2 separate regions of the Xenopus laevis genome follow, and region 1 is linked to region 2. Evidence: chromatin contacts called from public Hi-C data. All regions are on one chromosome and are shown on one strand. Each heading gives the region's core, a stretch centred on a gene start, on an enhancer-like site or on the middle of the called end of the contact. The rest is flanking DNA. Distances are from core to core; before and after follow the strand shown. Region 1 has its middle 41 kb from the start of gna14.S. Region 2 overlaps gna14.S (guanine nucleotide binding protein (G protein), alpha 14 S homeolog).

The links. A called contact is a pair of places that touch in the nucleus more often than the background predicts.
Region 1: a contact with region 2 is called in a Hi-C map of the XTC cell line, with 3 times the contacts expected there. The contact joins two enhancer-like sites. A contact is called at or near these places in 2 of 4 Hi-C or Micro-C datasets (the XL177 cell line and the XTC cell line).

Annotation. Positions count from the first base shown.
Region 1 is chr1S:122,369,885-122,374,725 of Xenopus_laevis_v10.1, forward strand. No RefSeq gene overlaps it. Among protein-coding and RNA genes, the nearest start is that of gna14.S, 41 kb to the left of the region's middle. Within about 2 kb of position 2,852, at least 1 of the 7 cell types and tissues checked has an H3K27ac peak or open chromatin away from gene starts, as enhancers often do.
Region 2 is chr1S:122,270,292-122,275,087 of Xenopus_laevis_v10.1, forward strand. gna14.S (guanine nucleotide binding protein (G protein), alpha 14 S homeolog) reads right to left here. Exons shown (of 7, transcript NM_001096387.1): 3 at 2,264-2,418; 4 at 999-1,127; 5 at 67-196. Among protein-coding and RNA genes, the nearest start is that of gna14.S, 59 kb to the right of the region's middle. Within about 2 kb of position 1,755, at least 1 of the 7 cell types and tissues checked has an H3K27ac peak or open chromatin away from gene starts, as enhancers often do.

The DNA of each region.
Region 1 (4,841 bases), core at 1,602-4,101, 100 kb after region 2:
AACAAAGAAGATTACTTGAAAAATTCAGTATCCTACAAGCACTGGTGCCTCCAAATACTGATGCAGTTTGACTTATGCATCAGTTAGAAGTCTTCTGAACTCTGAACTCTTTCTGGAAGCAAGAACTACTTTTCAGAAGCATAGGTTTTTATTATAGGCAAGCAACTGAGCACAAGCCTAACAACACCATGAACAATATCAAGCTTTGGATGAAGTGCTGTTTAGATAGGTAGATCTCATTGGACTCTAGAGCCATGGAAATGAGTTACCTGGAGTGATAATGCTTCACGGTTTTGCAGTCTGATGGATGAAGCTGGTTTGGTAGATGACAAGAAGATGCTAAATGCTTGACTACATATTGCTGACTGCAAAATTGGTGGAGGAGGAATAATGGCTGTGTTGACCATTATGGTTTTGTCTAGGCTAGGTGTTGATCAGGCACACATTTAACTTGCCTGTTGGATCGAGGACCCCATCTGTGAGTTGATGTGGTCCTCAATCTGACAGCCAGCATAGCAGCCAATTATTGGCCCCCGACAATAACTTGATCATTGGTCCAAGGTCCATATGTCCGGGACTGCCTGATATTGTTCTCCTCAAGGTGAGGATATTGGTGAAAGATACGTTCATTTGGTGACCTCAACAAGCTTTAGTTATACATGGATAGTGATGAGAAGGTTATTGTCAACTACAGTTTAAATAACTTCACCAAAAGTCGGCTTTTTATCAATTGTAAAAGATATAGGCGCTCGTTTGTGAAAGGTACACTGTGTAGTAGGCAAAACAATGGCCACATAATTGCACATAACACTACTTCTTTCACATATATAGTAAATGTATAGGACTTATTATCAGGAATGACTTGGACCTAATTTTCCAGATAAGGGATAGTTCTGTAATTTGTATCACCAAACCTTAACCCCCATAAGCAATAAAGGGGGCAGTTACCTATAGCAACCAATAAGACGTTTGCTTTAAAACAGGTTACCAGTAAATGCTCCCTGCTGATTGGTTTCTATGGGTTACTGCTCTTCTGCTTTAGACTTGAAAAACTAAAATTTGTGAGTATACAAACTCGAATTTCAAAAATGGTTAGATTTTTGCCTAGGACAACTCCCGTTGGCTTCTACATGACCTCACCAGCTTTTAGATGCTAATTATTTACCTGCTTGTTTTGAATTTCGAGGTTTTTTTTTTTTACTTAGTTTATAACTGACATTCAAGTTCATTGAATCACCCTCTAATACTTTTACATCTCGGAAGCATATGCATTCTAGGCGACAGGAAGAGACCAATTATAATAGTTGAAAAACAATTTTAAACATCTCAGTTTACATGGGAGCCAGAAATGTATTATGTCAAGACAGAAGAAATGACTAGAGTCTATTTTGCCAGTCAATACATGAATAGGCATTGCATTTCTCATTAAGTTCCATCACCTACCACATGGTTATATTATTTTTGAGGTTAAAAATCATTGTATTTACTTGCTTTTTTCCTATGTTATTTATATTTATTTATGTTATTTAAATAGCACTGACATTCTTATGCAGAATTTTCAGCGGACTGTTTACAACGGTCCCTGCAGAATTCCTAGTGGAGCTGCCACTCTAAGGAGCTGCACACACTAGGGGACAAATTCACTAACCTCCGTAAATTCGCCAGCGACGGCTTCGCTCACATCGCAACACTTCGCCAGGCGTAGATTCGCCGGGACAATGCTAATTCACTAAAATTTGAAAATTGCGTCCAGGGCGACGAACTCTGGCGAAGTTGCGCTAGCGTTACTGCACCATGCGAAGCTAAATTGCGTTAGCGTTGTCTAATTTGCATGCGGCGGGAACGGGAATTTAAAGTTGAATGGACGTATATGTTGCAGCAAATACATTACACTACACAAGCCCAGGGAACCTTAATAAAAGAAAATAGAGTTGTTATATTGCCCTACACATGAGCCCAGCATATAGTTTATGTGCTATATGGTAGGAAATGTAGGGGAAACCCGGGAAACCAAAAAAAAAATTTATGGACTTTTGCAGCCTATCACCCTGAAAAAACTAAAAGACGCCAGCATTTTTTGGGACTTAGAAAATTTTTGAACTAAAAATTGAAGAAACCCTATACATTCCATTGCACTTCGCTTGGTCTGAGCTGGCGAAGGCAAGTCTGGTAACGTTTAGTAAAATGTGCATCTTAGTGAATTTGCGAAGTAACGCTCTTTTGCCAGAGTGAAACTTCGCCTGGCGTAAGAGTGCGAAGTAGCGCTAGAGGCTATCTTCTTCACTAGCGAAGTTACTCCAGCACCCATTAGTAAATCGGTGAAGTACGGAAATGATGTCACGCTGGCGAATTTTCGCTAACATTAGTCACTTCGCCCTTTAGTAAATTTGCCCCTAGGTTGGTTTCATCAGGAAACTGCTGCTGATGGTATCAGAAACAAACCCAGGATCATAACACTAATCACAGAGACCATCTTTTGGAATGCTGTGTTTCAGGATTTACAGGGAAGCGTTTGCTGTGAAAGTAGAACTATCAGGAAAACTGGAGGAACATGAATGTCTGGACAGGTTAGAAGATATAGGCAAAAACAGGACTGCACAGAAAAAGATGCTTAAACTAAAACAAATGCTAAAAGCAACAAGGCAGGGCAGATGTCAAATCAGTATAGGAAGCACTTCTACAACACTGTCCCATCACAATACTTTCAGGGGCAATTAAGCACTTAATACACAGGTCTGTTCCTTCATCTCACTTTTATTTTAGACTCTAACTTATGTCAGCAACAGCGATAGAAACTATCTTTGCTATGTAATCTTCTCTGAATGCAGCTAGAATGACTAACTTCTGAGCCAAGGACCCTACATCTAACAGGGTCCTGAAAATCCAAATTTGTGGCCTGTAAATAACTATTAGCATCTCTTATTTTTAAATTACACTGTTTACACTGCAAATTTCATTCCTGAATCAGCAAGTATATATTTTTTTAATTTGTAATATTGGTGTGTGTAGGCAGCCATCTCAAGTCATTTTGCCTGGTCAAGTGCTTTCAGAAAGAGCCAGCACTTTAGGATGGAACTGTCTGGCAGGCTGATGTTTCTCCCACTCAATGTAACTGAATGTGTCTCAGTGGGACTTGGCTTTTTACTATTGAGTGCTGTTCTTAGATCTACTAGGCAGCTGTTATCTTGTGTTAGGGAGCTGTTATCTGGTTACCTTCCCATTGTTCTGTTGTTAGGCTGCTGGGGACTGGGGAGCACCATTAACTGATGTGTTTTTTTTTTTAAAAAACCCATGTTTTCCCATGACAGTGTGCCCTTACACTAGGGGCAGATTTATCACGGTTCGAATTTCGAAGTAATGGGAGTTTTTTTTTAACGAAATTTATTAAAAAATCTAAGTTTTTAACTTGGGGTGAATAGGCTGTATTCGAATCGATCGAATTCCAATCAAAGGATTTGCCCCAAAAAATGTAGATTTTTCAAAGTCCACCAATTGACTTCATATAGGCTCTAGGAGGTCCCCCATAGGCTAAAACAGCAATTTGGCAGGTTTTAGATGGCGAATGGTCAAAGTCAAAGTTTTAAAGAGACAGTACATGATAAATTTCGATATTCAAATTAGGGTTTTTTTTCAAATTTCAAATAGAATTTGGACTATTCCCTAGTCAAAGAACACAAAAATTGAAATTCTAATTTTTTTACTTCGAATTTTCACTTCGACCCTTGATAAATCTGCCCCCTAAAGTACCTCATCTCTGGCAGCAAAACATATTATGCAGTCCTTTACAGAGCTTGTTAATAAGTCCAATTTCTTTACTGAGCTAAGGCTAAATAGTTGCATCCATATTATATGTGGAAGCCCTCACCCTTTATAAAAACATTCTCCTAAATGGGAGATGTTGAATGAAAGATTCCAGTGATTGTTTTTTTTTTTGTAGGATGAATAGCCTGACAAGTTCAGCTGGCCGTGTTTGGGAAGGCTGCCCTTACCTGTGTGTTGTGAACGAGGACCAACAGGTTTCCATAGGTCCTGTGTTATGACTGATTGTTGGCCGCATCTATTAGCAAAATCAGAGATCTCACCAGCTTTAGAGTAGAGTAGTAGATTAATTACAAGAGCCTAGCAATGTGAATGCATTGGGTAAAGAGAATAACTTACAGTGTACGTGCCAGAAGCTAGCCTGTGAGGGGACAATAGGGCACCCTGGAGTAAAGTGCAAAAAAGAAGAAGCTTACTGAGAGTGTTACAGTATATAGCTAGAAAGATTAAAAAATATTTTGTTGAGAACCTATATTGACGATACAAATATCCATTATGGCAGCTTTTTTCCCCCAGACCGTTGTTCTTTTTCACATGATGCAATCCACGCACGATCAGACTCTGATTCTATAAAGGCAAATTCACTAACCTCTGTAAATTCGCCAGCGATGGCTTCGCTCACTTCGTAACACTTCGTCAGGTGTAGATTCGCCAGGACAATGCAATTTCACTAAAATCCGAAGTTGCGTCCAGGGTGCCGAACGCTGGCAAAGTTGCGCTAGTGTTACTGCGGCAAGCGAAGCAAAGTTGCGCTAGCATTGCCTCATTTGCATACGGCGGGAAGTAAAAGTACAATGTATATGTTGCAGCAAATACATTACACTACACAAGCCCAGGGAACCCTAATAAAATAAAATAATGTTGTTATAATGCCCTACACATGAGCCCAGTGTATAGTTTATGTGTAAGGAAATGTAGGGGGAAGCAGGTTACCCCCAAAAAAATTTACGCTCTTTTGCAGCCTATCACCCTGAAAAAGGAAAAGACGCTAGCGTTTTTTGGGACTTAGAAAAATTTTTAAC
Region 2 (4,796 bases), core at 505-3,004:
ATTTTGTAAAAAAACATGTTTTTCCATGACAGTATCCCTTTAATGTAACGTTTATTGCAATCTCACCTCATTGTCACATTCCGCAAGGACCTGATCATATTCGCTTAATGCCACTAAGAAAATAATGGAGGTAACGTTCTCAAAGCAGTGAATCCACTTCCGTCTTTCAGATCTCTGTCCCCCAACATCCACCATCCTATTGGTTTCAAAAATGCATAAAGCCCATGTGAGATATTTTCTTTTAATACAAATTAGAGAAACACAAATGAATGAAAAAGTGCAGATAGACACAAGCACAGAAAATGTTATCAATTCTTCTTCTAAAAGAATAACAGGTTGATTGGGGGGCTCTGGCTGAGGATACACATTAAGGGTAAAAGACAATACAGTGTTTTAATAACCCAGCATTCTAATACTAGCCATAAATAGAAAGATCTGTTTGTTTGGAAGTGGGCCAAATCAGGCTAATCCCAGATTTCATACTATAATAGGAACCTATGCAGACCCATTGGGAGAGGGGACCAGGGGGGTATCCAGCCTAAAGGCCAGTTAGAATGTCATTTTAGAAGAACAGCTTTTGGGATGAGCAAAATATTTCACAGGGGGAAAAAAAGTCCATAGACTCCAATATATAGTAAAAAAAATATATACGTTTTATTTCCTGCAACAAACATCCGATTGACTTCAATGCATTTGTCTAAAGTTTTGTCATTTTGCAAATTTCCAGCAAAGTGAAATGTGTCAGATTTGCCCTTCCCAACTGTTTACTTTTTACCTAGAAATTATTGAACCTGTTAGGGTAAAACAATGCAAACCTGTAAAACCATCCATTCATTCAAAGTCATAAAATGATTTGCCCCATTTGGGTGATTTGCCCTGCCATGATAGGGTATAACTAAAGATGTCCCTGAATTGCACAAGGGCTAATTGGCAGGTGTGTGTATTCTGTATAGATTTGTTAAATAAAAAGCATCTGAGGCTTCAATCAGGTAACTTACCTAAAAATAATGTTTTCTAAATCAAAGGGGTATTCAATGATTCCGGTGGTGGGAACTCTGACCCTCAGCACATCTTGCTGGGTGGGGATAAAGCCAGAGCTTGAAACGCGATCAATGTCGCTAAGGTAGCTGAAAAGATAAAATCTGGGTAAGAAAAGGTTTGTTTGGTGAAGTTATTGAGTCTCAAAAGAAAGTATAGCAGACTGGATGCTGAACAAAAAAATCTAAAGCATTTTTAGTCATGAAGACCAATTGCAAAATGCCTCAGAATATCACTTTCTATGTCTACATCATACTAATCCTTTTATCCTGGTAGAAATGAAAAATCTACATGAGTGCCAGTAATATACAGTGTATACTGTATTTCCGCATTCCCCCACCCACACTTTCTGGCCTGGGAAGGTGAAAACATAATATTTTGTAGGTGTAGACTAAAGCAACGCTAAGGGTGAAGACACACATGGCAATTTGCCGCCGCAACTTTTAAAATGATCATGGCGACTGATCGCCATATGTAATATCTCATAGCTCATATCCCATATCTGAGGGAGTTAAAGAATTAACAGTGACTCTGGCCTCAGGGCAGTGTACTCTATAAACACAGATGGCAAAACAATGGCTATCCTGCATTCATATCTATCTCCTAACACTGTTGTGTAAATGAGGAACAGCTATCATGGACAAAGAGAGGAGTCCATAGACCGGCATCAGGTGAGGAAACAACAAAGGCAATGAAAAGATATGTTGTTTACACCCTCAGCGTTTCAGACCCCAGGAATAAAGGTCAGGTATGGAAGTCACTGTCTGTGCAACACTGCCACCCACAGAACATCTTAAACCTCATTAGTTGGTCTACACTGCCATCTACAGGACACTACTAACTTGGAGGTTTCCATGGCTCATCATATGACATCGACTTGATTGGCTGGGACTATCTTTTGGGTGTGGCTATCCTGGGAAAAGGGTAGTCTGCTTGTTTGAATGGTTTTCCTTATGTTTATATAAAGAGCATTGTAAATACTTTGTTAGTTCGACACTTCGACTCCCTTCCATTGCACCTTTCCCTATCCTTTCTATCTCCCTCCTTTTATACCGTTTTAGTTCCTTTGTAAATAAATACCACTTATTTAAAGATCAGTCAGTCTCAAGTCATTAGCCTGGCACCCCAAAATAGAGCAGATTCAACACCATACCACAATCATCCCGCTATTCATCGCTGTGACTAATCAACATGTGTGTCTTTGCCCTAAACCCAAGATACTTACTACTTTGTGGAATCGGACAGCTGATATTCTCTCCTTCGGTCATAACATTCTTGGATGCCCTCATCTTCCCAGAGCTTCTTTATTGCCTCTACGTGTTTCCTTTCAAGACTGGATACTTTGTCCACCTCAACTTCTCGAATCAACAATGCATTTTCCTAGAATAACAAAGGCAGTGATCAATAAAAGGACAATCTAACTTCTCACACTCCATAAACATACGCAGGGTCTTTGATTTATTAACATAAGTACAGTCACTTCTATACATTAATCAGAAAGTCAAACCAAAGACTAGCTTGCATCAAAATATTAAATTCAAACTGATGGTTAGTTGCTATGGGCAACAGCACATTCACGATTAGACTGTAAGCTTTTAGGGGCCACCTTCCTCATGTGTCTTTTAATACCTAGCCTTTATTTTGAATGAAATGATGTGCATTGCATACAGTTCTGTTCTATTATTGTATTGTTTGAATGTACAGCACAGAAAAAACAGGTACCAGTATGGGATCCCTTATCTGTAAACCCGTTATCCAGAAAGCTCTGAATTATGGAAAGGCCATCCCCCATAGACAAGTTCAAATACAGCCGCACACCCTGGTCCTCCAATCACTAAGTCCTGGTGCACAGCGAGATAGGTATCAGCCACCTATCCAATGTATACAGCAAAAGATTCACTGGCACATGGGTAATGCTGGCAGGGTGATACCCTTGCTTTAAATGTATTTAATGCAGCATGCAACGTTTTGGGGATTTGGGGATGTCCCCCTTTATGATAAAGGGGGACATCCCCGAAACATTGCATGCTGCATTAAATACATTTAAAGCAAGGGTATCACCCTGCCAGCATTACCCGTGTGCCATCTCCCATAGACTCCATTTTATTCAAATCCAATTTTTTAAAAATGATTTTCTTTTTCTGTTATAATAAAACAGTGCCTTGTATTTGATCCAAACTAAGATATAATTATTCCTTATTGGAAGCAAAACTAGCTTATTGGGTTGTTTCCATAATTTTCTAGTGGACTTATGATATGAAGATCCAAATTATGGAAGAATCGGTTATCCTGTAAACCCCAGGTCCTGAGTATTCTGGATAACAGGTCCCATACCTGTAGTATTTTATATGTATACACACATATGTAAATTTATAAAAAAAATCTGTGATATTGGTGTTGAAAATGGGTGAAAAGAGTTAGAAAGATAAACACTTGTTTCTATAAGATATTGAGCCTTCCCCACACTGATTATTATAAGGTTGCAGACCCCCCCACTCATAAATAGTACGATGGGCTTTATAACGTGAAAGTAAATTCACGCTCATTTCATTATAAATTGTTATTTAAAGACCAATATAGTCAATGGTACAAAGAAGTTGTGATATAGAAACGAGGTAGCGAGGAATGTCCCCCACTTGCACAAAACATTTCTTTTTTGTAGCATTAACCAAATGATTGATATTGATTCTGTACTGTGCAATAAATGGGAAATCTCCCCTTAAATAACTGCAATTTTCCTCTAGGTGGCAGCTCTCTCTCTCAGAAGAGCCTCAAGTAAAAGTCACATACAGAATCCTTAAAAAAAAACCTCAGTAAGGGGCAGCAAATGGCATTCTGATTTAGCACAATGATTTGTAATAAAAGTAAAACAATATTGCAGTGCAGAGTAGAAATCGGGTTCTTCAAATATCTTTGTGTAGCTCTCATTTCCTCACCATAAATGGATTTTAATTAAAAGGCAAGCACATGCCAGTGAGTGTAATTGCTAGGTTTTTGTCCCGGGCTGGTGTTTCTTGGGGGAAAAATGTAATGTGTCTTACCTTCCCCAGTGGTGAATTAAGATAGCCAAATACTGCCAGATTTCTTTGTTTGGCAAAGCTGGCAAATCAGAGATCTGAGCCTCATTTGGCCACCCACACACAGGGCCAAATTTGGCAGATCCAACAACTGCATCATGCAGAGTGTACTACATGCCTGTTGGTTGAGAACCACACAACACCCAGATTCAGTCCACATAAGTCAAGTCGGCCCATCTTTGGCCCAATACACAGGTCTATAAACTGTAGACTTTTTTTGAAAGGACCAAGTCAGCATCTTTTATCAGCCTGTTTATGGCCACCTTAAACCCCTGGTCCCAATCATTCTGAATATCAGATCATATTCCTGTAGAAACAATGGTATTCCCATGATGACGAAACGCAACAGATACTGCTTGGTACGAACAAGCAAGCATTGTCATTTCATGATAGTTTGGCCATTACCTGCTTGTCCAATGAGAGTAACTATGTGATATTTGGTCAATGCTGCATGACTTTGTGCGACAGACCCAATCCATGGATCCAGAAAGGGGGCTCACCTGAAACTGAGTGAGGTTTAAGACAGACCAGAGTGTAACTGTCCAAAATGGATCAGCATGTAGCCTAATCATAGTAACATAGTAAGTTAGGTTGAAAAAGGACAGGTCCATCAAGTTCAACCTTTTAACTGTATATATAATCTGCTAGTTGATCCAGAGGAAGGAAAAAAAAAAAAACTTT